Linked DNA regions of Mus musculus: region 2 is linked to region 1. Evidence: chromatin contacts called from public HiChIP or PLAC-seq data. All regions are on one chromosome and are shown on one strand. Each heading gives the region's core, a stretch centred on a gene start, on an enhancer-like site or on the middle of the called end of the contact. The rest is flanking DNA. Distances are from core to core; before and after follow the strand shown.

The links. HiChIP or PLAC-seq counts read pairs in DNA pulled down with a chosen protein or histone mark.
Region 2: a contact with region 1 is called in an H3K27ac HiChIP or PLAC-seq map of embryonic stem cells, with 4 times the contacts expected there. The contact joins two enhancer-like sites. A contact is called at or near these places in 2 of 39 promoter capture datasets (cranial neural crest and maxillary cranial neural crest) and 4 of 115 datasets of contacts at active chromatin or transcription factors (bone marrow-derived macrophages, differentiating embryonic stem cells, embryonic basal ganglia and 1 more).

Annotation. Positions count from the first base shown.
Region 1 is chr8:122,872,061-122,877,652 of GRCm38.p6, forward strand. All of the region lies in intron 1 of Gm39273 (a long non-coding RNA gene), which reads left to right. Among named protein-coding and RNA genes, the nearest start is that of Gm39273, 4.4 kb to the left of the region's middle. Within about 2 kb of position 3,296, at least 7 of the 459 cell types and tissues checked have an H3K27ac peak or open chromatin away from gene starts, as enhancers often do.
Region 2 is chr8:122,513,852-122,519,008 of GRCm38.p6, forward strand. All of the region lies in intron 1 of Piezo1 (piezo-type mechanosensitive ion channel component 1), which reads right to left. Among named protein-coding and RNA genes, the nearest start is that of Gm26497, 4.2 kb to the right of the region's middle. Within about 2 kb of position 3,855, at least 60 of the 459 cell types and tissues checked have an H3K27ac peak or open chromatin away from gene starts, as enhancers often do.

The sequences.
Region 1 (5,592 bases), core at 2,046-4,545:
CCCTTCGGGTATTTTCTTGCAGCAACAGAAACAAAAAGAAAGCAGCTTTGCCACGAGCTTCTGAGTACAGGTATTCACTGCAGGGTTTTTTCCATGTATTCTGAGTATCATCTGGGTAGTGGTGGCGGCAAATATGAGCTTTCTGTTCAGGTCTTATGAAATATTTCCCTTTTTGGGAATGCAGGATCTCTGTAGCCCAGGCGGCCCTGTGTAGCCATGGATCCTTCTGCCCAAGTGGGAATGTTGGGATTTTGGGTGTGTAGTGCCACACCCCATTTACGTACACTGGCTCTACCAAGAGAACTAAATTCTCGGCTCTCTTATCTTTTTAAAGAGTAATTTTGGCCTTTGAAAACTGATGTCTAAGTATATGTTCCTAAAACTACCTTTTCTTGTGGGGCTTAACTGTTTTGGGTTTTTTAGCTATTCAGTCAATTTTAAAAAGAAAATGATCGCATCTATCTATTTGTGTGCGGAGGCGCGTGCCTTGGTTCAGGGGGGTCAGAGGACAACTTTCAGGAATTGGTTCTGTCCTTCTAAGATGTGGGTTCTAGGAATGGAGTTCAGGTCTTTGGGGTTGGGGGCAAGCGCCTTTACCAGCTGAGCTATCTGCCATCTTGTGTCTCTATGTAGCCCTGGCTGTCTTGGAGCTGCCTAGGCTGGCCTGGAACTCATGACGGAGATCTGCCTCTGCTTCCCAAGTGCTGGGATCAAAGGCGTGCGCCACCACTGCCCGGCATCAAATGCCTTTAATCTGGGGAGGCAGAGGCAGGCAGATTTCTGAGTTCAAGGCCAGCCTGGTCTACATAGTGAGCTCTAGGATAGCCAGGGCTACACAGACAAAACCCTGTCTGGGGAGAGGGGGAAGGGGGGAGGGAGAAATGGGGGGAATGAAGGGAAGGTGGGCGAGGGAGGAGGGGGGAAGACATTTGATAGCAGGCTCAGTCTTCCCCCTCTTATCTCCGGATTCTCTCCTGCCACTGTCACCTTGAGTTTTGTCACCTTGAGTCTTTTCAGGCTTCCAGCTCAACACAGCCCAGTCCTTGGCCTTGAATGGAGAGTTTAATCTTTTTAGCTACTGCTGAGAGCAGATTTCTGCCATTACACTATTTTCTGTCCGGGATGGTTTGGTTTTCATTTCCTGAATTACCATCTTTTTTTATTACACTTTTTCTTGCAGTGAAACAAAAGCGTTTAGTTCCTTTTTTACGTCTTTTTATTTACAACCTGTCACTATTTTCTTTGAGGTTACCATGGAGGTTTTTCTTCCTTTGAGCTAGTGTCTGCCACATGCTGTGGGCCAGGCTGGCATCTGATACAGACTCCTCCTCCAGCCTCCTGAGTGCTGGCACTGCAGGTGTGAGCTGTCACCGGGGCTGGAGCTGAGCAGGAGTCAGAGGTGTTAACGTTCTACTCTGGATTTAAAGCAGTCACCAGGTAGCTCCTGCTGCAAAGCTTCAGTTATGGATATCGAAAGATTATATCTTTATTGATTGTGTGCTCATAAATATAAACCAATTAAGTACACTAGTCTCTTAAATTAGGTAGGAAGCAAAATTTGGAGTCACAAAATAAATTACACGGTGAATGCTTGTTTTTCTTTTGAAAGTATTAGTTTCCTAAATTATGAGAATAAAACACGATGAGGCCACAAGCCTTCTCTTGGGACTTGCAGGTTTTTGGCAGATGAGGAACTGCTAAGTAGTTGCCTCTCAGGTTCTGTTTAGTCTGGGAAATGGATTCTTGATGCCTTCCACTCTGCCATTTCCCAGAACCTCGTGCAGTCTCTCCCTGTCCCTAATGTATCCAGTTCCTTACAGATTGGACCTTGGTGTTGTTTCTAGATCACTGTCAAGCCCAGGGTCAGGACATCTATGTATTATTACCCTGTGTTATTTTATGTGTCTTTACAATGTTTTGTTTTGAACATACCTTTTTCGGTTTGTTTTATGGGCATGTTTTGCTTGCATGTGTGTGTATGAATCCCATGAGTGTTTGGTGCACATCAGCAGAGTGCATTGGATCCATTGGACCTGGAGCAGTGGATGTCTGTGAGCAGCATCCGGGTGCTAGGAGTTTAAGCGAGGTCCTCTGGAAGAGCAGCGAGTGCTCTTGATGAACCATCTTCTATGTTTCCAGCCTTTTGGGCATCAGGGGGATTCTGAAACGGTTTCACTGTGTAGCCCTGGCTGTCTTGGAACTCACTCTGTAGACCAGGCCGGCCTCAAACTCACAGATCCACCTGCCCCTGCCTCCCGAGGGATTAAAGGTGTGTGCCACCACCACCAGGCTATAAAAGTAATTTAAAAAAAAACTTTTAATTTAAAACTTTTTAGCTAGTCTGGTAGCAAACACCTTTTAATCCCAGCATGAGGGAGGCTACAGTAGAATCTCAGTGAATGGAAGCCTGGCCAACCTGGTCTACACAGGAAGTTCCCGGCCAGTTGTCTCCTCTTTGACCCTGGAGTTACTTCTGAGTGTAGTGCTTAAGCTGAAGTCCTTTGAGAGTTTTCATCTATCTACTTGTTATTTCTACTTTAATCCCATTGTAGTCTAAGAACAGACCAGGCATGATTCCCTTGACATTTGTTAAGGTAGGAATGTGTTCTTCCACACCCTCCATGTGGGCCTGAGGAGCTGTGTTTGCAGTTAAAGGGATCTGTAGAGTCAGCCCATCCAGGAGGTTGTGGGCGCTGCTTACATCGGGATGCCATTATTGGCTTTCAGCCTGCAGGACTGTTTCTGTGTGTTGTTCCTCCCTCCCTCCCTCCCCTACCTCCCTCCCTCCCTCCCTTCCCTCCCATCCCTCCCACCCCTGTTCTTCCTTTCCTGTGTAGCCGAGATTCACCTCAATTCCTGCTCTTTCTGCCTCTGAGACCCTGGGGTTACAGAGGAGCACCTCACCCCCCACTGCAACTGTTTCTGCTGGTGCTGATGTCTGATGTCTGCTTCTCCTAGTGCTCGCTCACTTTCTTGCTTTCTCTCAATCCACTCCCTTCCTTGTCTTGATGGGAGTCTTTTATTTATCTTGAGTCAGTGTCTTATACTGTAGCTGAGGCTAGCCCCAGAGTTGTAGCAATCCTACTGCCTCTGTTTCTAGATTTGAAAATACAGATGAGAGCCACCCACTGTTCTTGGCTTTGTTGTCAATGGGGTCTTCTTACATATTGCCCAGATTGGCCCTAAACATGAAGCGACCTTCCTGCCCCTGCCCCCTGTGTACTGGGATCACAGGCCACATCACAAAGCCTTGACCAGTTGAGTTTTACAGCGTTTATGTGCTCCGTGTCCTTTGTGCCACCCCATGTCTGGTTTTAATCAATTTGACTGCTAAGGAAAGACAGGAATGTATAAGCAGTGGAGCCTGACCTGAGCCCTGAGCCCCATACTCCAGAATAGTTCCCAGGGACCAGGCCTCTGGCCCCAAGAACTGCATGCAGTCCACACCAAGACTCATGCTCTCACAGTGGGACTCCCTTGCATGCCTGTGAGATGGGGACAAGGTGCGGCGTGGGGGTGGGGTGGGGGGCATGGAAGGTTGGAGAGCGAGGACACTAAGGCTGCACAGAAACTGTTTATCATCCTAACGTTTCCTTGAGCGTGGGTTGAGACGGGGTCTTGCTATGAAGCCCTAGCTGGCCTCAAACCCATAGCAACCCCCTGCTTTGATCTGAGTGCTGGGGCTTTGGCTGTGTACCCTGAGAATTGGTGGTTTTCCTTTCGCCTTTCTTTAGTGCAGACCGGCATTTTTGTTTTCTTTAAACCTTAAATTTCCTAATGCATTGTACATATGCAATATATACAATATAATGTATGCATGTCTGTATGGGTGTATATAATGTATATAATATAATGTATGCATGTCTGTATGGGTGTATGCCCAATGTAGGGTTTTCTGCGACCTCCAAAAGAGCCTGGCAAGTCCTTTGGAGCTGGAGCTTCAGGCAGATGCGAGCTCACATCCTTTTCTGGGAACTAAATTTTGGGTCCTTTGGAGGAGCACAAGTGGTCTTAGCTACTGAGCCATCTCTCTGGCCCCAGACCTGAATTTCTGAGTCTCCTCTCTCCCGGATCCCTAGGCCTCGTGCAAACTATCCACAGACTTAGACACCGCCTTAGCCTGACCCGTGTTTTTCTAAAGAATGTCTAATATTCCTTGTGGGGAGGCATTCAAGACAAATTCCTTCAGTTCAGCTTTTTTCCATTTCCTCCCTTCCTTCCTTTCTTTCTTTCTTTCTTTCTTTCTTTCTTTCTTTCTTTCTTTCTTTCTTTCTTTCTTTCTTTGATATTATCTATTATTATATCTGATTACACCGTTGCTGTCTTCAGATGCACCAGAAGAGGGCGTCAGATCTCATTACGGATGGTTGTGAGGCACCGTGTGGTTGTTGGGATTTGAACTCAGGACCTTCAGAAGAGCAGTCGGTGCTCTTAACCACTGAGCCATCTCTCCAGCCCCCCATTTCCCCTTTCTTAAATAGAGCAAACCTTACAGAAATCTGCTTGCCTCTGCCCTGGGTGCTGGGTTACAGGTGTGCACCACCCCAACTGGCTGCCCTTCACCTTGGAGAGTAAGGTTCCCGGGGCCAGGTCTCCGGAATAATGGTTTCTGTGCTCCTTTGCTTTGCTCCCTCCCTGTCTGCTGAGATGGATAGCATTCTTACCATTGTTTCTCCCTAAGAACAGCTTCTTTCAGGATTTCTGTACTTTAAAAATGGTATGCCCAGAGGCTGGGGAGAGGCTCAGTGGGCAAAGTGCCTGCCAGCAGTGTAAGAGTGAGAACCCGGCCAGGCGTGGTGGCGCATGCCTTTAGTCCTAGCGCTCAGGAAAAGAGGCAGGCAGATCTCTGGATTTGAGGTCTACACAGTGAGTTCCAGGACAGCCAGGGCTACATAATCCAAATCAAAGCAAACAAAAAGGGTGATGTCACGGTCGGAGGTAAAGGACAGGTGGGAATGAGAGCCTGCAGTCCCAGCACTCAGGAAGGGGAGGACAGCGATCCTGGAGCAAGATGGCTACTTAAGACTTAAGGGAGAGCCTGCTCAATGTCTAATCAAGGAAGACACTGATGACAGAGCTCTGGCCTCCTGTATGCATCTTAATGAGGGCTACTCCTGCTGTGATGAAACACCAGGACTTGAGAAAAGTGTTGGGTTTTGTTTACGCTTCCACATCATGGTTTATCACTAAAGGAAGTCAGGGCAGGAGCCTGGAGGCAGGAGCTGATGCAGAGGTCATGAGGGAGGATGCTCCTCATGATGTGCTGACCTTGTTTACTTAAGAGTTCCCAGAACCACCAGCTCAGGGGTGGCACTGCCCACGGTGGGCCCCGGTTCCACATCAGTCACTAGTAAGGAAATGCCCTCTAGGCACCTTTTCCAATCAGGGTTCCCTCCTCTTCAATGACTTTGGCTTGTGTCAAGTTGACAAAACCAGTCAGCACAACATGCATGCACACACACACACACACACACACACACACACACACACATCACTCTTACACATGTATGAGTACATTCCTGTGTGCATCTGCATCAGGATACACACAAACACACATTTCTGCATATGTATACAGATGTACAATCCTATATA
Region 2 (5,157 bases), core at 2,605-5,104, 360 kb before region 1:
GGCAGCCCTCACCTGAGGGGCTGGGGGGCAGTACCCCCCAGTGCCCCTCTCTCACACCTGTAAGCATGCATACATAAGGCTTGTGCACCACAGACAGAATACCCATGTTCCTGTCATCCGATGCCCAGGTCCCATGATACCCCAAGGACCTGCCCAAAGCAGTCCATGTACTCATAACTCATACGTGGATGCACACGAGGTTCTGACCACTCCGCATAACCCCACCCACGCAGGGCTCTGGGGCCCACTCCTCCTCATCTTGCTTTTCCTCCTGTTTGAAGTTTCGCTTATTGATCGGCAGGCAGCTCAACTAAGAAATGGTTAGTTTTTCCCACTACTGGGTGGGAAGTCACTGGGACCGAGCTCTGGACCCCCTCCTGAGTCACTGATGGGCCGGCGCGGTTCTGAACCTGGCTTTACACCACTCTGCCTGTGCATGCCCCCTACCAGTGCCAGTGCACAGCACAGCTTCCCTCTGGGAACTTCCCTGACACCCTGCTGCCCTACACCGTCCTGGTGAATTCTGCCAGGGAGGTCAAAGGACCTGAAGCATAGGCAGGTGACACGCTGGCCACTTAACCAAATGAGCAAGCTTCTTCCCAGAAACACAGGGCCTTCCAGGAGACAAGGTTCTGGGACCCTATGCAGCGCTCAGTCCCACCCACTTCTACCTGTGCTATGGGATACAAAAGGAGCCAGGCCAAAGAGGATCTACATGCTGTGTGAGAGCCCGGCCACACACAGTATCACTCACTACAAGCCATATCTTGCTGTCCTCACCTCGGGCAATTGCTATTTTCAGAAACTGACTGTCCTAGACAGGTAAGGTTAAAAGGCCATGAGCTAGGAGCTAGGGTACATTAGGAACCCCGATTCCCTCCTGGACAAAGCAACCCCAAGAGCGGACTTTCTGTGGCCGGGAGCATCAATCCTACCTCATTGTCCCTCTGAGAGTCTCTCCTGAGAGTGGGTATCCTCCACACATCCTCCTCAGGATGAGAACCAACAACAGACCTGGACAGCCAGGGCAGACCTGAACTTGGGGACCAAGACCGACCACAGAACCAGGCTCCCCTGGAAGGAAGCGGCAGGGACCCAAAGAGCACAGTACATTTAAAAAAATTAAAATTGAGCTATAAATGATATTTCCAGTGCCAAAAGCAAAACAAAACAAACAACCTAAGCTGAACCAGGTCACCTCTTCAGGTGACACTACCCACTTGGGGTGGGTGACTTCTTCTGAATTCAGCTTGTACCCTCTTCACAGCCCCTGCCTGACACAGTCTTCTTCCAGGATCACAGTGGACATGAGATGTAGCCCAACTTCCAAGGGCACCTGCTGCTTCAAGGAGCCTGGCAGCAGGGGTGGAGAGGGTGGTGGTAGTGGGGAGGGCAGGGTGTTGACCACGACTGCACTTCTCTTGGCTCCCAAGGGCCTCTCTGGAGTCAGGGTGCTGTCTTCTTCCTGACATACATTGGCTACCATGCAAGGCTCAGCTCTCCTAAATCAAATCTGAAGTTTTCAACAATGATACATTAAAAAAAAAAATCGATCTTCTTTGGCCCAAGAGGCAGGGGGGAAGTGCATTTGTGGAGGCAAAGCTTTCTGAAATCCCTCTGCTTTCCAGGGCTCTATTTCTCAGCCCAACCAGGGCCACGTCCAGCCTAGTCTCACAGAGGCTGCACCCTCCCTCACACTCGCTGCTTCCGGTCAGGTAGATGTCTACCCAGCTTTCCACTGGCTTGTCGATCCTGCCCACCTGTCTACCCAGCTGACTACCCACCAGTCCCTTCATCCACAGGCCCCTGAGAGCTTTCTCCTATCTAACATCCCTGATGTGACAGGTCCTGCCTCTGAGGACACTGGTTCGACCTCACATACCGGGAATGGCCAGCACTGAACCAAGCACGTGAGGGGCAGTGATCAAAAGCCCGTGTCGGGAGCCAAGAGCATGTGCCGCATGAACACGTGGACCTCGGCTGAGATCACCAGAACCCACGTGAAAAGATGGAAAGCCAGGCTAAGGACGCGTCTTGGTGGCTTGCCACAGAAGCCTGGTGACCCGAGTTTGGATTCCCAGAATTGTGCAAAAGCCAGTTGTAATCCCAGCGCACCTCTACCAGGAGATGGGAGGGAGAGAGGAGAGACTGGCTAGAAGCGGTCAGGCCAGGTGGTTGGCAAAAGCAGCAGGGATTAACAGAGAAACCCTGTGCCAAATAAGGTAGAAGATGAGGGCCAACACCCAAGCTTGCCCTTTGACTTCCACGAGCATGCTGTGACACGCACGGACCTGTGTTCATACACATACACACACTTAGATTACGTACAGTGATTGGTGCAGGTATGAAACGCTGTGTGTGGTAGGTAGCATTCTGTAGAAACAGCAACAGAGCCTGCTGGTCAATCAAGCCAACTGATGAACTCCAAAAAGTGGAACACAACTGGAGAAGACTCCTGACTTTGAATTCTGGCCTCCCAAGCACAGCCAATGAAGGGCGGCCACCACAGGCCCTGGGGAGCAGGGAAAGATGCTTTACCCTGCAGCCTGCTTGGCAAGCTTAAAATTCAGACCCCGAGGTTCTGTGTGTGTTGAGTGCGGGAGAGGCTAAAGTTAATTTATTATTGTTTTTAAGAATTATCTATTTATTTTACGTATATGAGTACACTGTCGATGTCTTCAGACACACCAGAAGAGGGCCCCAGATCTCATTATGGTTGTAAGCCACCATGTGGTTGCTGGGAATTGAACTCAGGATCTGTGGACGAGCCGTCAGTGCTCTTAACTACTGAGCCATCTCTCCAGTCCCGCGGCTAAAGTTTAACTGTTATCAAGTTTCAGTCAGGAAAATGAGATGGTCCTGGGGTGGCCATTAGTGACATATGAGGATGTGCCTAATGCCACCACACTATCAAAAATAGATTAAGATGACAAACTTCGTGGATAGATGTTTTACCGGAATAAATACATGAACGGTGTCCAAAATCTGTGATGGGCTCCAGAAACCAGAGACCCAAGATGGCAAGGGGTAGGGACTTCCATGCCTGGCTTCCTGGCAACGAGGAAATGTGAGATGGGCTACTGAGATTGAGGCCTGGCTACTCCTAATCCCAGGTAGGGCCAGGAGAACCCTACATAGCTGTATGTGCCAAAGGTAGATGAAATGCAAGGTGAGGCACCAGGGACCAGGCGAGGGGAACGCCCTGTCCTGCCTCAGCAACACAGGTCAGCTTGGGAGATGCACAGGCCCTGAGCTCTGCCCTTTCCCCTGCCTCTTTTCCTTCCTGCCTGCCCTCCGTGTAGAGCGGTCCCAACACTGTACAGAGAAATAAAGGCTACGTCCAGAGACGAACACTCTACCCAAGGAAACAGGCTCAGAGGCACAACTTGACACTCCAGGGTCTCGTTCTCAGTCATCATTCCTCCAAGATTATCACCCCTCAAGAGCAAGAAGAGCGAGCCAGGAGAGCGAGTCCCGCCTGGGTCAGCCGTGCAGCTCTTGCTTCTGGGAAGAGAGGGAAAGAAACACTAAGAGGCAACACAACCTGGCTGTGTCGGGATGCAGGGTTCCCAGGTGCTCCCTGGTCCCGGTGGTGTGGCGTATTGGTTGAAACACATTGATGTGACTGTCACAACCATGACTTTAGCAGTGCAGAGGACAGAGGTGAGATGTTATTTATCACAAGCAGCCTGAAGGAGACAGCCTTCCTTGTCTTTGTCCTTGAAGGTTAGCTGCCACCTAACTGCAGGAGAGGGGTCATGGGGGACAAAGACATTCCTCAAAGAGGGCAGAGCCTCAGACTGCTCTGGTGGAGCTGCTGGGCAAAGCCTGTGATTTCACAGGAAACAGGCCTTTCCTGAGCCAGCAACAATAGGGACAGCCAGAGGCAGGAAGGGCCCCTTGCAGGCCAGCACATACTTAACCCTTTATAGACCCTCACCCTACAGCACAAAGCTGAAGACCCTTGCTAACATCCACTCTGGGGTCCTCAAGCCATAGCTGAGGGCTAATGAAGTCCACCGGGTGGCTCCCCTGGACTCTGAGTGACCCAGAGCAGAGCAACGGTTTGCTCGTCGTTGTGGGAACCGGGTCAGGGAGGGAGGGGTAAGGGTAATAGGACCACACACAACTTTTAGAGTACACCACACAGAAGGTTTGTCACCACCCCTCCTCCACCATGAGCATGAAGATGGGCCTGCAGATTGGGCTGTAAGGGAGACCTCACCTACTCAAGAAGCCCCAGCCTGGCCCAGGGTCTGTCAGGGTAGGAGACGAGAATCCACCACTCCCTGGAGGCTCTTTGAGCCAGCTGCTCCCATATGTCTCTGGTCAAAGAAGCCTTACAGCGACCTCCCAAAGCAGATGCCAGACACATTTGTAAATGGCTCTGGAAATGAGTCTGAAGCACACGGCAGATCTGTGGGGAGCTTCCCCTACCACAGCCAGTGCTGGACAGACGGACGGAAAGGTGCAGAGATACAGTGTGTGCTTGAGATGACCGGATCCTTTGGAGGGATGGGCTGTGTCAACAGGGAGAGAACACAGTGAAGGTTCACACTAGTCTGCATCAACGCAGCAGGCCGTCCAGCCCAAGTGGAGACAAGCAAGCGTCCAGTGCAGGAACAGCATGGTTTCTTCGAGGGAAGCCTGGGTGAAGAGCAGACTCACCTCACCCTACCATCTCGGCCCAGCACAGAAACAAGGTTGAGGGTCTCATATAACCCCCCACCCCACCATTGTCACTCCTGTCTGCACAAGAGAGGGAACAGGTTTGGATGGCCTGCCCTCCTAGTCTCTAGGCTACCTCCCTCTGAGAAGGGAGGAGAGTCTCTCTAGGCCAAAAGAAAGACCTCGGTGAGCAGAGAGAGTTGAGCAGAGGCCCCAACAGGAGAGACCAGGCTAGCCCAAAGGACTGCAACCCATCTCTAGGGCAGGGCAGGGCAGGGCAGGGCAGGGCCTGCTTGGGACCCTGGGGCAGCCACAGTCTCAGCCCTGGAGGAAGTGGTGTCTAGACTGGCAAAGAGCTACAAGGCAGAGCAGAGCCTGGAGTCCTTCTATGGTCCCAGCTATGCAGCAGCCGTGTCCAGTGGTGGAGCAGAGACTCCGCTGAGACCCTGGGTCCCACAGAGGAGTACGCTGTCCAAAGAGGCCATAGCT